2 separate regions of the Pan troglodytes genome follow, and region 1 is linked to region 2. Evidence: chromatin contacts called from public Hi-C data. All regions are on one chromosome and are shown on one strand. The core of a region is the stretch at or near the end of the contact, and the rest is flanking DNA. Distances in the headings are between cores, read along the strand shown.

What was found. Hi-C and Micro-C count contacts between places; a contact is called where the count stands out from the background.
Region 1: a Hi-C map of stem cell-derived neural progenitor cells shows a contact between it and region 2, with 4 times the contacts expected there. The contact joins the promoter of CYREN here to the enhancer-like site in region 2. A contact is called at or near these places in 1 of 7 Hi-C or Micro-C datasets (stem cell-derived neural progenitor cells) and 1 of 1 other capture datasets (stem cell-derived neural stem cells).

Annotation. Positions count from the first base shown.
Region 1 is chr6:150,534,104-150,540,827 of NHGRI_mPanTro3-v2.0_pri, forward strand. It overlaps CYREN (cell cycle regulator of NHEJ), which reads right to left and starts at 2,995. Exons shown (of 4, transcript XR_010159008.1): 1 at 2,822-2,995; 2 at 1,804-1,879. It overlaps TMEM140 (transmembrane protein 140), which reads left to right. Exons shown (of 2, transcript XM_063815614.1): 2 at 1-3,620.
Region 2 is chr6:150,057,560-150,064,500 of NHGRI_mPanTro3-v2.0_pri, forward strand. No RefSeq gene overlaps it. Among named protein-coding and RNA genes, the nearest start is that of BPGM, 52 kb to the left of the region's middle. Within about 2 kb of position 1,457, at least 10 of the 24 cell types and tissues checked have an H3K27ac peak or open chromatin away from gene starts, as enhancers often do. A contact at or near this core is called in stem cell-derived neural progenitor cells and stem cell-derived neural stem cells, where this site is marked.

The sequences.
Region 1 (6,724 bases), core at 1,745-4,244, 480 kb after region 2:
TCTTCTGGGCTCCTGTCCCTCTTGCTTTATAGCTAGCTGCCCGGGGACCAAGGTACAGGTGAAAGCAAGGTAGCAGCTTGCGGGAGGAGGCCTGTCTGGCTTACCAGTCTATACACTGTGGCCTCAACCTCCCAGACAGGGCAGAGAACTGTGGGCAGCTCGTTTGCTTTCTAGGCTGGCTGGAGAGGTGGGAGCTCATTGATAGACTCATGATGGAAACTATTTTTGAAACAGGCTTCCTCCTTCAGGAGAGATCATGCGGACTAAACTGTAGCAATTCCAGTGCACCTGGCAGTGATCCTTTTCTTTGCAAAGTACTGTCTCTTTGGTTCCAGTAAGTTGGACCACCACATGACATCATTTTCCCTGGAACCTGGTCACTGACTAACACAGACAATTGGGACTCCAGAGCCTCAAGAGCCGGGAGAGGGCACAGTACATACAGAGGGAGTCGAATGGGATCTCATTTTGAGTCCTGCCTTCCGCACACTCAGAACGGCAGCCCCAAGGCCTGGAGTGTCCAGGGGCTTCTGGCCTGAGGTGAATCTGCCAGGCCCAAGAAGGCACAAAGGTAGGAGCACAGAGAGCCCCATTCCCACAGGCGGGCGGCCCAGCAGCACCAGTGGAAGCTCAGCTGTCCTCCAGCTGCTCTCGGCAGACAGTTCGGTGCACAGTTTATGCCCTAGCTGAAAAAGATCTCCCGGACGTATTTCAGCACATCCTCTTCCTCCTCCTCCTCAGGGCTCCTGCTACAGGCAGAGCTGGAACCCCCCGGCCTCTGGGAAGGGCTGAGGCCTGGAGCCAGTGCCTGTTTCCCACTGTCCTCTTCCTCACTGCTGCTCCCAGAACTTGTGTGAGGCGACATGGAGCAGGGAGGGGAGTGCTCTGGGTTATCAGCCCCCGCCAGGGCCGGCTGCTCGCAGGCCTTTTCCTGTTTGCGGCTCTGTGAAGTACGGGAAAACGCAGGCTCAACATACGTGTTTTATTTCCCTAACATGCTGATCTGTCAGTAACGCAGGATGTATCTAGAAGCAACTACAAAGCCAATGTGACCAGGCCAGGCAATGTACCCATATCCTGAGCACCCACCCTCTCTTCACCCCACTCCTTCCCCTGACCCCCTCTTCACAGCTCTTGAAGAAACCAGAACCCACTCGGGAGAGAAGCAAGCAAAGGCATGAGGATTAGCTGAGGGGAAAGGAAAAAGAAATGGAAGAAACATGTCTAGAAAGGCCGGTGACAGAACCCAGGACACAAAACCTGGGTGTGGGCCCATGCCTTAGCACTAGGAAAAGTCCCACACCACAGGGTTATTGCAAGGCTAAAATGACATAACGCATGCTTTCAAGGCACCTGGTAAACTGTAGAATGCTGTGCAACTCTGAGGCACTGCAATTATTACTGCAGGAAGCTAGGAAGCTCAGCATCCTCTGCTCAGGAGAGGGGCAATGGCTAAGAAGTCATCTACCCAACTGGGAACCTTTCCAAGAACACAAACAGGTAAACGCTTCATGTCCCATCCACATACACACCAGCGCACAGTCACGCTCTCCCTAACACACACACGCCCTCCCTAACACACGCATGCCCTCCCAGGCTTCTAGCCTCAAAGACACCCCACGAGCGCACACCCACATGGGGAGAGGCCTGGGCAGCATGGCCGAGATAAGAGCAAGGGAAGTGGCAGGAGGAAGAAGAGGTAGCCTACGGCAGAGGGCGTCTCTCTTACTGACGGTGACCAAGGGTCTAGCTTCTGCCCATGCAGAGTTTCTGGTCATGAGTAAGAGGCTTGTCTGACTTTACCTCAATCAGGATTCCCAGAGCAACATCGACTATCTCGGCCTCATTCATGCAGTACACAGTCCTTGTCGCAGGGAGTCTGAAAAAAAGACATGCAAGGCACAGATGACACAGACTCTCAAGTCTCATAAGGGCAAAGAGAACAGGAGAAGCAGGGCCTCTTCCCCCTGCCTTCCTACCACGCAGGAGGTACCAGCACCTCTGAGCTGAGGAGCTTTCTGACACGGACACAATTTCCTCAGCCTTGCAGCCCAGTGACTGGCACAGGGCTTCATGGAGGCAACACCGGGGTGCCTCCCACCCTCCACCAACTGCCCTACAAGGATCTGGAAGTAGGGAAGGATGGCCGCCTCTGAAACACACACGTGGATGCAAGAGGAAGGGAACCTCGGGCTGAGGCTGTACTGAGAGGAACCTGAAAGCAGGACCAGACTTAGGGAAAGACGGCAGCAGTCACAAGGGAAGGCTGTCAGTCAGGAAACCTTAGAGGAGGAGGAGCCAGAGAGGGAAACACCGAGTGCTGGGGCCCCGCCCACTTCACAGTGCAGCCTGGAGACTCACCACCCCCCCGCCACCCCCCCACCGGCAATTACCGTCATTCAACTAACTCACTCCCCAGCTCCTTAGCTCTCGCTGGCCCTGCAGCTGCTGCTCATCTGTCCATCCCTAAAAGTCTGTCCACAGGGGCAGGCACCACTCAGAACAGACCCTTCCACTGATCTTGCCCATCTGATGTTACCATGTTTGTTGTAAAGGAAGAGACTGGCATTCTGGACAACTGGCATCAGAGACTGGCTGACATGGAGAACCCACTCTGTGTGTGCTGAGGGCAGGGCACTCACCAGTGCAGAGGCAGAAGTGGGTGCCTGTCCTCGAGGGTTAACCCGCTTTGCCTCCCGCCCACAGCCCCTCCACCTTCTAAAAGCTCAAGAGATGATCAGACTGAAACACCCGCCCGTCTTGCTGTTCTGCCTAGGCTGGAAGACCTGGCCCAGGTCATGGAGGCCCCTGCTCCACGTGCCAGATTCGCAGGAGTCTTCTGACCAGAGCTGTCGCACCTTGCTGCTGCCACTGGCACTGCTGCCATTCTCATCCTCTTGGGGGCCTTCATTGGTGCCACATTCTTTGTAGCCACCTGGGCTGTCAGCCATGAGGGAAGGACCCTCGTTTTAGTCTCGGATTGTAAGGTTTCCATCTCTGTACCTTCTCACGAAGAAGAGTCAGGGCCCAAGCTTAATGACCTGTTTTTTAATTCAGGAAGGTAAATCTCATTCTCTCGTCACACCCGGAATTACAGGTCCATTTGTCCTCAGTGGGAGTTGATCTTTGATTCCTACAAAGAACAATAAAGTCCGGTGAATTCCAATACCTCCAGTCATCAGGCACAGTTACTGGTCGGTGCAGGGCAGACCAGAAGTGACCAAGGCCCAAGAGACTCAGACGGCCATTCACAGGCATCAGGCAGGTGTGATTGTGGGCAGGACAGCAGCTCAGGAGAGAGCCCTCTGACCTCCCCAAAGCTGGTGCCCCCTACAGGCAGCCAAAGCCAACCAGAGATACCTCCTGCAGCCTCTGTGCTGACTGACTCAGCACAGGAGGAACGGAAGGAGGCGGAGGCCCCTAATGTTCCTTCTCATTACCACCCCAAATGCCACTGTCCTCTGGATGCCCAGCCCATTCAATCCCTAAAATACCTCTTAATGGCCTCTCCCTCATCTGGCCAACTCGATTTCTCCACTCTTCTATGGTGGCTCAGTTACATGAAACTGAGGGCATTTTATTTCACAATAAAGTCTCATTGGCCAACACGCCACCCTTAAGCTAAAGATACTTCTGATTGGTCAAACTTGAAGCAGCAATAGGGGCCCGGAGGCATAACTGTGCCAGTCTGTAGATTCTGAAGCCCACGCCAGCCTCTGATCTAGTTTGGCCTCTCTTTTCCCTATCCCAATTGTTCTGCCTCCACTCAGCAGTCCTGGAGCTCAGTCCTCACCCAGAGAGATGGAGTTGTGACTCAGAGGGCCTAGGTCTCTACCTTCCACTTAGGAATCAAGCCAGAAGCTCCTGAAGCGGAGGTTTGCCCAAAAAAAAGAGTAGTCAGCGATAGTCCTCTCTGAATCATAATTTGATAATGTATTGCTCATCCAGATGGCTGTTTACAATTTAAGAAAAAATATTACCAGGCCCTCCTCCTAACCTGCCCGGCCATGGGGCACACCTTTGCCAATGCACCTTCATTTCTGTCAAAACTCAGTGATATTAGTGACTCCTACCCCCTAAGGCGCCTCTCAAGCGCAGTGCTGCAGTCTGTGCGGACAAATTTAGTTCACCCTGGGGTGCCTATTAAGTACATTTCGCAAACGAGGAACTGAGAGTTAACTTGCAGAAGATCACAGAAAAGTTTGAAATCAGCTGGTTGGATTCGCAGCCAGGTCCTGCAGACTCCAGACCCCGCGCCTCCCCGCCCTGCTTCTGGGCCCCAAGAGCAGGCCGCAGCAACTTCCAGAAGCCGGGTCTCTGGGGCACCGCGCTCGCGGACCGACCTCAGTCCCATCCCAGCCGCTCCCTGCCTGGGCAGAATGGGGGCCCCGAGGGAACGCGATGTGCTGCCAGTTCACAGCCCGCCCTCCCTCTGCGGGCCGGTACCCGCCGCTGGCGGCGCCGACCTGTGGGAGGCCCAGAGGGCCGGTGAGCGCGGAGCGGAAGAAGCGGGCGAAGCACCGCAGGGGCCTCGCTGACCCCGCCGCACGCCGGACAAGGCTGCAACGGCTCCTTCCGACCCGAACGGCCGCGCGCTCCTCTGGCCGGCTACTGGCTTCCCTGCTCTCAGGTTCCCGTCTCCGGCTCTCGTGCCCCTTCTTAGCTTCCAGAGCGGAGCCGGGAGGCAAATTCCAAGCGGTTGTGGGACCCACGCCTCACCCGGAACTTTAAGCCCTGCCGTCTCGCCTGGCGCCCAAACTCTGCGGACCTCCACTGGCCGCCCGCCTCTTCCGGCCCCGCGCGCTCCGGGGTCCCGCGCGCTCCCGGCCCCGGGACACTTCCGGTCTTGGGGAGCTCCCGGCCCCCTCGCAGTCCCGGCGCCCGGGACACTTCCGGCTCCCGGCAGCTGCCTCAGTCGGAGGTCCGCGGGCGCCCCATTCTGGCAGTGCTAACGCCCCCGGCTGGCATCCGGTTGGCTGCGCGCTGGGAACGCCAGCGAGGCAGCTCCACCGGCTTGAGGAGGGTGAAAGTGTCAATTCTCGGCCCCTGAAGTTAGTGGAAGGGAACGGGCATGGTTTGGAAAGGCCCGCCGGGAATTCCCTCAGAAACCAGGCGAAGCTCCCTGCTAGGCCAGGCCCCCCTCGTGTGCTTGAGGAGGATGGGAGCCCGGCCTCGGTTTGTTATCCTAATTAAGTGGAAAATTAAGAAAATAATAGAATAATAGCATAAGTACTAATAGTAAAATTATAGTAAGAGAAATAACAATAGCTAGAATGGAATGAATTGCTGTATTAACCAAGGCTAAAAAGAATTTCAGCCCTCCGAAAGTTAAAGCGAGGGAAGAGAGAGACCCTCTCATATTGTTTTATACTCAGTACCTGTTTTTTTTTTTTTTTTTAAAAAAAAAAAAAGGAAGTGAAATCAAAGACAGGCAGCCCAGCGCCAGGCCCAAAACTGGACCTGGGCCTGCCTGGCCTAAACCTAGTAGTTAAAAATCAACTCATGACTTAGAAACCGATGTTATTCATAGATTCCAGACATTCTATAGACAAACATTGTGAAACTCCCTGCCCTGTTCTGTTTCTCTCTGACCATCCGTGCATGCAGCCCCTGTCACGTACCCCTTGCTTGCTCAAATCAATCACGACCCTTTCATGTGAAATCTTTAGTGTTGTGAGCTCTTAAAAGCGACTGAAATCTTTAGTGTTGTGAGCTCTTAAAAGCGACAGAAATTGTGCACTCGGGGAGCTCGGATTTTAAGGCAGTAGCTTGCCAATGCTCCCAGCTGAATAAAGCCCTTCCTTCTACAGCTCCGTGTCTGAGAGGTTTTGTCTGTGGCTTGTCCTGCTACAGTCCTTGGTTCCCTGACCGGGAAGCGAGGTGACTGACGGACGGCTGAGGCAGCCCCTTAGGCGGCTTAAGCCCTGTGGAGCCATGTGGAGCGTCCCTGCAGAGGACTCCGGCCAGCCTGAGTGACGCGATCCAAAGAGCGCTCCCGGGTAGGAAATGGCCCCGGTGGAACGCCTTGCCAGAGCGGCGCATAGCAGGCTCCCGAGAAGGATTAACACTGGCTGAACACCGGGAAGGAACTGGCACTTGAAGTCCGGACATCTGAAGCTTGTCAAGACTAGTCTTTGGAACTTGCCCCACTCCACGTGAGTGGAAGCATGGCCTGATCACCCACGGTGTGCCTGTATTGACATCTTTGTTCTGGTTTTGACTTGGCTTGACTTGGTAAGACTAGTCTTTGGAACTTGCCCCACTCCACGTGAGTGGAAGCATGGCCTGATCACCCACGGTGTGCCTGTATTGGCACTTTTGTTCTGGTTTTGACTTGGCTTGACTTGGTAAGACTAGTCTTTGGAACTTGCCCCAGTCCATCTGAGTGGAAACGTGGCCTGATCACCCACAGCATGCCTGCATGGGCACTCTTGTTCTGGTTTTGACTTGACTTGAATTGCTGGATACTTTGGTTTTGGTTTTGACTTGGCTTGAATTTTTTGGTACTCAGATTTTGAATTTCGTGATTTTGGTTTGGTATAAATGGTAAAAGTGTGTGCCCTCTTTACCTGTTCTTTGTCTTGTGGTATGTGTGGTGTGAGCGTGGTATTTTGTCTGGAAAAAAAAAAAAAAAATGGGTCAGGTGCAAAGTAAGCCCACCCCACTGGGACCTATGTTAAAAAAATTTTTTTTCAAGAGAGAATTTAAAGGAGATTACGGTGTT
Region 2 (6,941 bases), core at 207-2,706:
AGCCAGGTCTTGGATCTTATTTAATCCTCACAATAATATTCTGAGGTGAACATTTTTATTATATTCATCTTACAGATGAGCCTCACAAAACCTGAGTAGCAAGACACAGTCGCAAAGGTAGTATATAGCTGCAGCAAGATTCAAATCCAAGTTGACCTAACTCCAAAGCCCATGCTCTTGGCCACTGTCCCATACTGTTTTTAGTTTAATTTTTTTTGTTTTTTTTTTTTTTGAGACAGAGTCTCGCTCTGTCACCCAGGCTGGAGTATAGTGGCTTGATCTCAACTCACTGCAACCTCCACCTCCTGGGTTCAAGCTATTCTCCTGCCTCAGCCTCCTGAGTAGCTGGGATTACAGGCGTGTGCCACCACACCAGGCTAATTTTTTGTAATTTTAGTAGAGATGGGGTTTCACCGTGTTATCCAGTATGCTCTCGATCTCCTGACCTCGTGATCCACCTGCTTTGGCCTCCCAAAGTGCTGGGATTACAGGCGTGAGCCCACCGCGTGCCTGGCTGAAAAAAAATTTTTAATTAAAATACCCATCCAAAATTGGTCAAAGAATAAAGTGGTTCAATGAAGCTACAGTGAGCAAGTTTCATTTTCATTCTCTGAAAGAGTAACATGGTGCCACACCAGTTCAACAGGACACTGAGTGGAGCTAGAGAGCTTAGATTTTTTTTCCACACAAAATTTAAGTGTGTGTTTTGAAAGTGGGAGAAATAGGCGTTTGCTTTCCTTCTTTTCTTAAACTGTCTGCTTTGATATTTGGAGAATTCAGAGCTTGTATATTAAAGCCTAACTGAACTATATAAATACACACATAGGAAGAGGAGAACAAGACAGTTTATTTGCAGAAAATAAAACAAAGCAAAAAATTGTGTTTTCTTTAGCATGGAGTATTAAAAGCCACAGAGCTCCAGCCTTCGAAAGCTATCAGTGCCAGGGCCTTCCATTAAAAGCTGTAAAGACCAGTCTAGCTAATCTAAACAGAAAAGGAATTTGTTAAAGGATATTGGGTGGCTCACAGACTCTTTGGGAAAGCCAAGAGAGTTAAGCTTGGAAAGCCAGTCAGCTGAGAACAAGACTCAGTGAACATTGTGAGATGGTTCCAGCAAGGACTCAATGGCCCTGCCGCTGGGCACAGACACTGCCCTCCTGCTGGAACATCTGCTGCTGCTAGCCCACTTGGCAATGGTCAGAGCGATTGCAGAAGTGGCTACAAATCCCTGTCCTCCTCTGTCCATCCACGCTCCCTTACAGGGAACTTTGTCCTCCCAGCTGATTCTGGGCTCAGCTGCTGGGCCGACTTCTTTCCTTTTTTCTGCGTGTGAGTTCAAAGTCAATACCAGATGGATTGTGAGCACGGACAGGAATGCTTTCCTGCACTGAGAATACCTACTTCTCCTCAGTGCCAGGCCCTTGGCTCCCACAGCTGTGGCTGTGGCTGCACACACAGGGCCTTTGTGTAGTCTGAATACGCCAGTTCCCACAAACCTCCAGCTGCGATTCCCTTTTTACCAACCACTCCCATCTAAAGAGTTAAAGGACGAATCACATTGCAAGGGACAATGGGTGTACAGGCTTGCTGAGAGAGCTTGCTTCAAATCCATGAGATGAAGAGGCTCATGGGCAGTACGAGGCCATGGAGCCACTGCTGTTTTGGCAAAGAATGCTGGTCGTGACCACTTCCTTCTCTTTATTCTTCCTCAGAGTTCAACACTGGCCTTGCCCAAGTACCATGCTGAGACCTGGACCTCAGGAACTCCGACACACATGCCCTTTTCAGAAATTTGTAATTTCATCATTTCTTGACCAAATGACTCCAACCGCAGAAAGGCACAAATTTTCCATTGGGATTTATTCTGCCCTCCCCTTTGGTGGGTATACTTTTTCTCTCTTTCTTGCTTTTGAAACCCCACTCATTATGTGAAGTATAGGTTTTTCAAACTGATTTTAAAGTAAACTTGTTATTAAATATACACATCGTGTCTTTCTATCCTTCTAACTCCACTTTATAGATTTGAGAATTGAGACACAGAACAGTCTATGGCTCAGAAAAGCTAAATTCAATTTTTATTTGGCCTACGGGCCCTAATCTGGGCTTTGAAGTCTAAAGATCTAGAATTACCCACCCTCTTCCTACCCTCAGTCTGGTCAGACTCCGATGCATAAAGCCGGGAACCTCACTCCCCAAGCACGGGCAATCCAAGACTTCCCGTTTCTGGTTGCAATTGCAGGCTAGTAAATTTGGAGCACAGGATGGAACTGTTTCTAATACAGGCAAATAATTTGTAATAATTAAGAAGTATGAAGTTAATGAAAAGCAATTAACCCCATGGCAAGTTCGGCCATAAATTTTACTCCCAAAGTGAACACATGATGCAGGTATGAGCCTTGATTTCAGATAAAGAAGAGAACGCAGAGCTATTATTAAATACAAAGTAAAACAACATGAAAAATGCCAGAAGATATAAAGAATGCAAGTAGGAGCCTGGGGGCAGAGGGAGGGAAGAGCTAAAGAGAAGACGGGGGCGGGAGGCGGTGGGGTGGGGGGGTGCGGTGGTGGAGGATGAAGGGAAGGGGAGACTGTTCCAGGGAGCTATGCCAATCTGATGCGGTCTCCAGGCTGGCTGATGCTGAGTGGAAGGGACGACAGAGTTTCCTCCTCCCCCAGGAGACCTGAACCTGGACTTCTACAGGCACCGTTGAGCCCCCTCAGCCTCCCCACCCCACCCCTCACCCACCACAGGGAGGAGTCACATGGTGTTCCCCTTTTAAAGCAAGATTTAAAGAATTACTCCTCATTTCCTGGAACACTTGAGACCACAGGGGAGTTGGCAGAGGCAGAGGAAAATTAAGATTTTTGGTAGAATAGGAAAGGGGCCAAGGAGGAGGGTGCCATCATGGCCCTTGTGTCTTTCCCTACCAGGCAGAATCCTGGCAAGAGGCATGGAGGGGCTTATCAGGCAGTCTGTGGTTGAAAAACCAACAAAGGATGCTTCAAGTTCTACTCATAGGTCCCGATGACTAGGGAGGGATTTCTGCCTTTAAAAGATCAAAACAGGATTTGCTGTTAAGCCACCTGAGGTGCAGCTTGAATTAACACCTAATATGATCACAGGTCTTCCCCAACCACTGAGAAAAAGCATCTTCCCTTGTTTCTGTCATGGATGTTCGAAATTCCTTTAATAAAAAGTCTTTACTGAAATCATTAGAGATAAAATTTTAACAGCACATACCACTAAGGAACAGAGAATTCTGAAGACATTTACTCACAATGGAAAAGTAGTCAGTCAATGGAGGTTCCGGTAAACTTATTGGTGGCAGATTCCTCCTTGATTTGACAGTGAGAAAAGGGCTAAAGAGGAGGAGGGACTGTCTTTTTTAAGAAAGACCTGGAAAACTAAGTTATTGACTAGCTGATGGTGCCAAGGGCTGGCCTTTTTTATCTTCAGCTGGGGTAGAGGAGAGAGAACAGTCCACCTGCAAGCTGGGTGTGAAGGTATCTTGTCTTGTTGGGCTGTTGGAGATAAATAACCTTGTGTATGCTTTTGTGGACATTTTGGTGCTTTCTTTTGTAATGCTTTTTTTTTAAAAAAAAGAGTGTTACTGGAGCATCCTCTAGCATCGTTATTTGAGACGTATGTGTATAATGAGACACTTGGGAGCACGAGCGAATGAAGTGGAAGGGGACTGGGCACGAGGCGCTCAAGGTTTGGATTCTACCCCAGGCTCTGCTACCAACTGGCTGAATGACCTGCAGCCCATTACTTCATCTCTGAGACTTAATTCCCCAAAGCAGTGGCTCTAAATCAAGGTTTTCTTCTTTCTAAATCACAACACTGTCTTTGAAAGCAGAGCTGCCCCGTGGAAATGAAGGAGGGGCCCCAGGACTCTGCCATTCAGCTCCCCACATCCTCCCCCTGTGTATGTGGTGCCTCATCAGAACCCTGGGCTGATTTGAACTGCACTGGCTCAGATGATGACTAAACACCCCTCCAGGTCATCAAAGAGTAGCTGCAGTTGGAGGAGCATCACTGACCACTTTGGGAAGCTGGCAGTCCTGTTTCAGTATGCGGCACAGGTCCCATGAGCCTTATTCCGCGCTTGGGTTGCACGTGGCAGCCAGGGAGTTGATGGGCTTTAGGTTCCCCCAGGGCGTGGATAATTTCTTTCTTAGCTGCGTGAGCTGCTGAAGGCATGGAAGTTCTAGGAATTTTTATTAAGAATTCTTTGATTAAGAATAGCTTCTAATCATTACATCTTCTACTAACAATCACATAACTTCCTGACTTCCAGTTCAGGTCCTCCTTGCTAGCCTAGGCTGCCTCTTGTTCTTTTCTATCTCTGCCATCCCACTGGAGCCTGAGAATAAATATTGTTTGACACTCTATGTCACAGATGACTTAAATGGTCAGAATAAACATGTCTCCTGTATTCTCTAAGTGGAGGTATCACCCTTCCACCTCCTATTCCCATCAGATACAAGAGAGAACAAAGAGGAAACTGTGATCTTCTCCTATACCTGCTATTAAATTGCTGAGTAGCCTTGGAGATACTTATGTCGAGCAATTTTCAGTGCCCCTATGTCCCTTCTATTGGCAAAAAGCCTTTACTGAGCACCTACTCTTGGGGAAAGCAAATTATTAAGCACTAGATGGAATAAGAAGTGACATAAAAAAATGAGAAGTAATGAAACTGCTTCTTTAAGCCTCCATAAAAATTAGAGTCAGGTCCAAAGCCACACCACACACAGGAGGGAAGCCCTAGAGAGTCGTAAGCCTGGGAGTGGGGTGAGAAAATTGCATTTGAGCAAAATGGTCCTGCAAAAAATATATAGGGAATCAGAGAAGACGAAACTCAAAACAAGGCCAACCATCTGAGTGCTGTAGAATCAACACTAGGAGAGCTGAGGACCTGGTCCTGGCATTACATCTCTCCCCCAGGAGAGGCAGCACCGAGCAATGGGAAGAATTGGGCCTAGGGGCTGAGGACTGAGAGACGCCAGGGGCTGGCACGAGTTCTGCACTCAACTTCCTAACAACAGGCTCTACGATAAGGAGGAGAGCCTCGTGGTCTTTGAGCACTCCCTGGTACTTACAGTCTATAATTCCCTCCGTCATCAGCCTTTTTTAAAGAAAATAAACTTAATGTCCTCAGAAGAGTCACAAAGCCACTCGGCATCCTTCCTTTCATTCTCTGCATGCGTTTTCATTTGTCCCCAGATTCTTCTGGTCATCTTCCATGTTGATTGTTAAAAGTCATCAGAGCAGTCCCCGGTGGTGCAAAGCCCTACCTAAAAACACTGTGTAATAGTAACTCACACTTGTGTGGAACTAATTCTGTCTAAGCCCTGCTTGAGCACTTTATACATATTTGTGTATAAAGTAGGTACTGATATGATTCCCATTTTGCAGATGAGAAAACTGAGGCACAGAGCAGTTAAGTAAGTTGCTCAAGGTCACACAGGGACAAGTGGCAAAGTTGGGCTTCAAAGCTGGGCAGTTTGTTCTGGAGCCCATGTGTTAAGCCACCATGTTTCACCACCTCTCCGTAATATGACAAATCATAATGGCAAAACCTCAATAACATGTATGGAAATTTCTTGGACATTCTGAACACAAAGAGTTTTGAGCCCTTAGGAAAGAGCCAATGCAACAAGGAAGTGGGTGGTGGAGTGTCTTAGAGTGTGCTAAGGGGCCTTAGAGGATGTCACAGCTATTGTGTACATGCACTGCTGCCACTGTCTATTTCTCTCTAAAAATTAGCAGCTACAAAGAAACATGATCATTTTCAACTTAAAAAAAAAAAAGGCCAGCAGCTATAGGAATCTGGAAATAATCCCCTAACTCAAGGGACTGATGCATTGGTTTAAAAGGGGTTGACTTTAAAGCTGGTATGTGAGTCGACTGAGGCCATTGGCAGGGATGCTAACAATTTATGGAATGCATTTTTGGAAAGAATTAGGGGGAAAATCATGTTGTGTCTTACAAACCAATAATTAGGAATACAGCTCTAAGGGGCGAGCATTAAATATGAAGTTTTCAGTATGCATAGTTTTTAAGGGAATCAGTTTGCCTTCTTCCTTCTCTTTCTTTTCTTTCTCAGATCTTACCCTAAGGATCAGATTCAGGCCATACCGGATGTGCCCAAATCATTTCCATCTGACGCCCAGGACGACCCAGGAGGCCTGGCCTTGAGGAGCAGCTCCCACTGAGAGCTATTTGTGAAGGAACCAAGCTAGAACCGCGTCAATTGTTTCTGTTCAGCCTGGTCCTGGCCCCACTGGTATGGTCTTGCTGACTTCCTTCTGACAGCTGAGTTTTTAAAATGGGCTGCTTTACAGTGTGGCCATGGATTAAAATAAGAAAAAAGAAGCCCTTCATTTCTATTCTATTTCCCTCCCATGCCCTCCCTTTCCAGCATATAAGTAAAGTGCTTCTTACAGAGCAGAAGCTTACTGACAACAGATGGGGAAACTGAGGCACAGAGAAGTTGACTCATGTGTCCAGCTCTGCTTAATTTTTGTGTAACAAATTAAGAGACACAGAGCTGTCTGTCCAGAACAAAACTCCAGGTAGTTAACAGGGTGTTCAATCAAAAAGAGAACACTGGGCTTTTATTTTTATTTACTTATTTCTTTAGAACCCCTTTGTGGCTATTTCTGGGAAAAGTGGTTGGAGCCCACCTGCCTGAGCCCAGGTTTTCACTGCTCCCCAAGACACAGAAAGAGAGATGTTTAGTTCTGTATTCACCTCCACCTTGGCCAGATGTGATCAGACAAAATACACCTAGCAGAAAGGGTTTCCAGCTGCTCCCAAAGGCGGCTACAGTAATTTCAAGGGTAGAAGTTGGACACACTCATGTTTACCAGGGAGGTCAGTGTCTAAACTGAAAGGAGACAGGGAGGTGTGACTGGCAGCCTCAGGCACTGGGCAG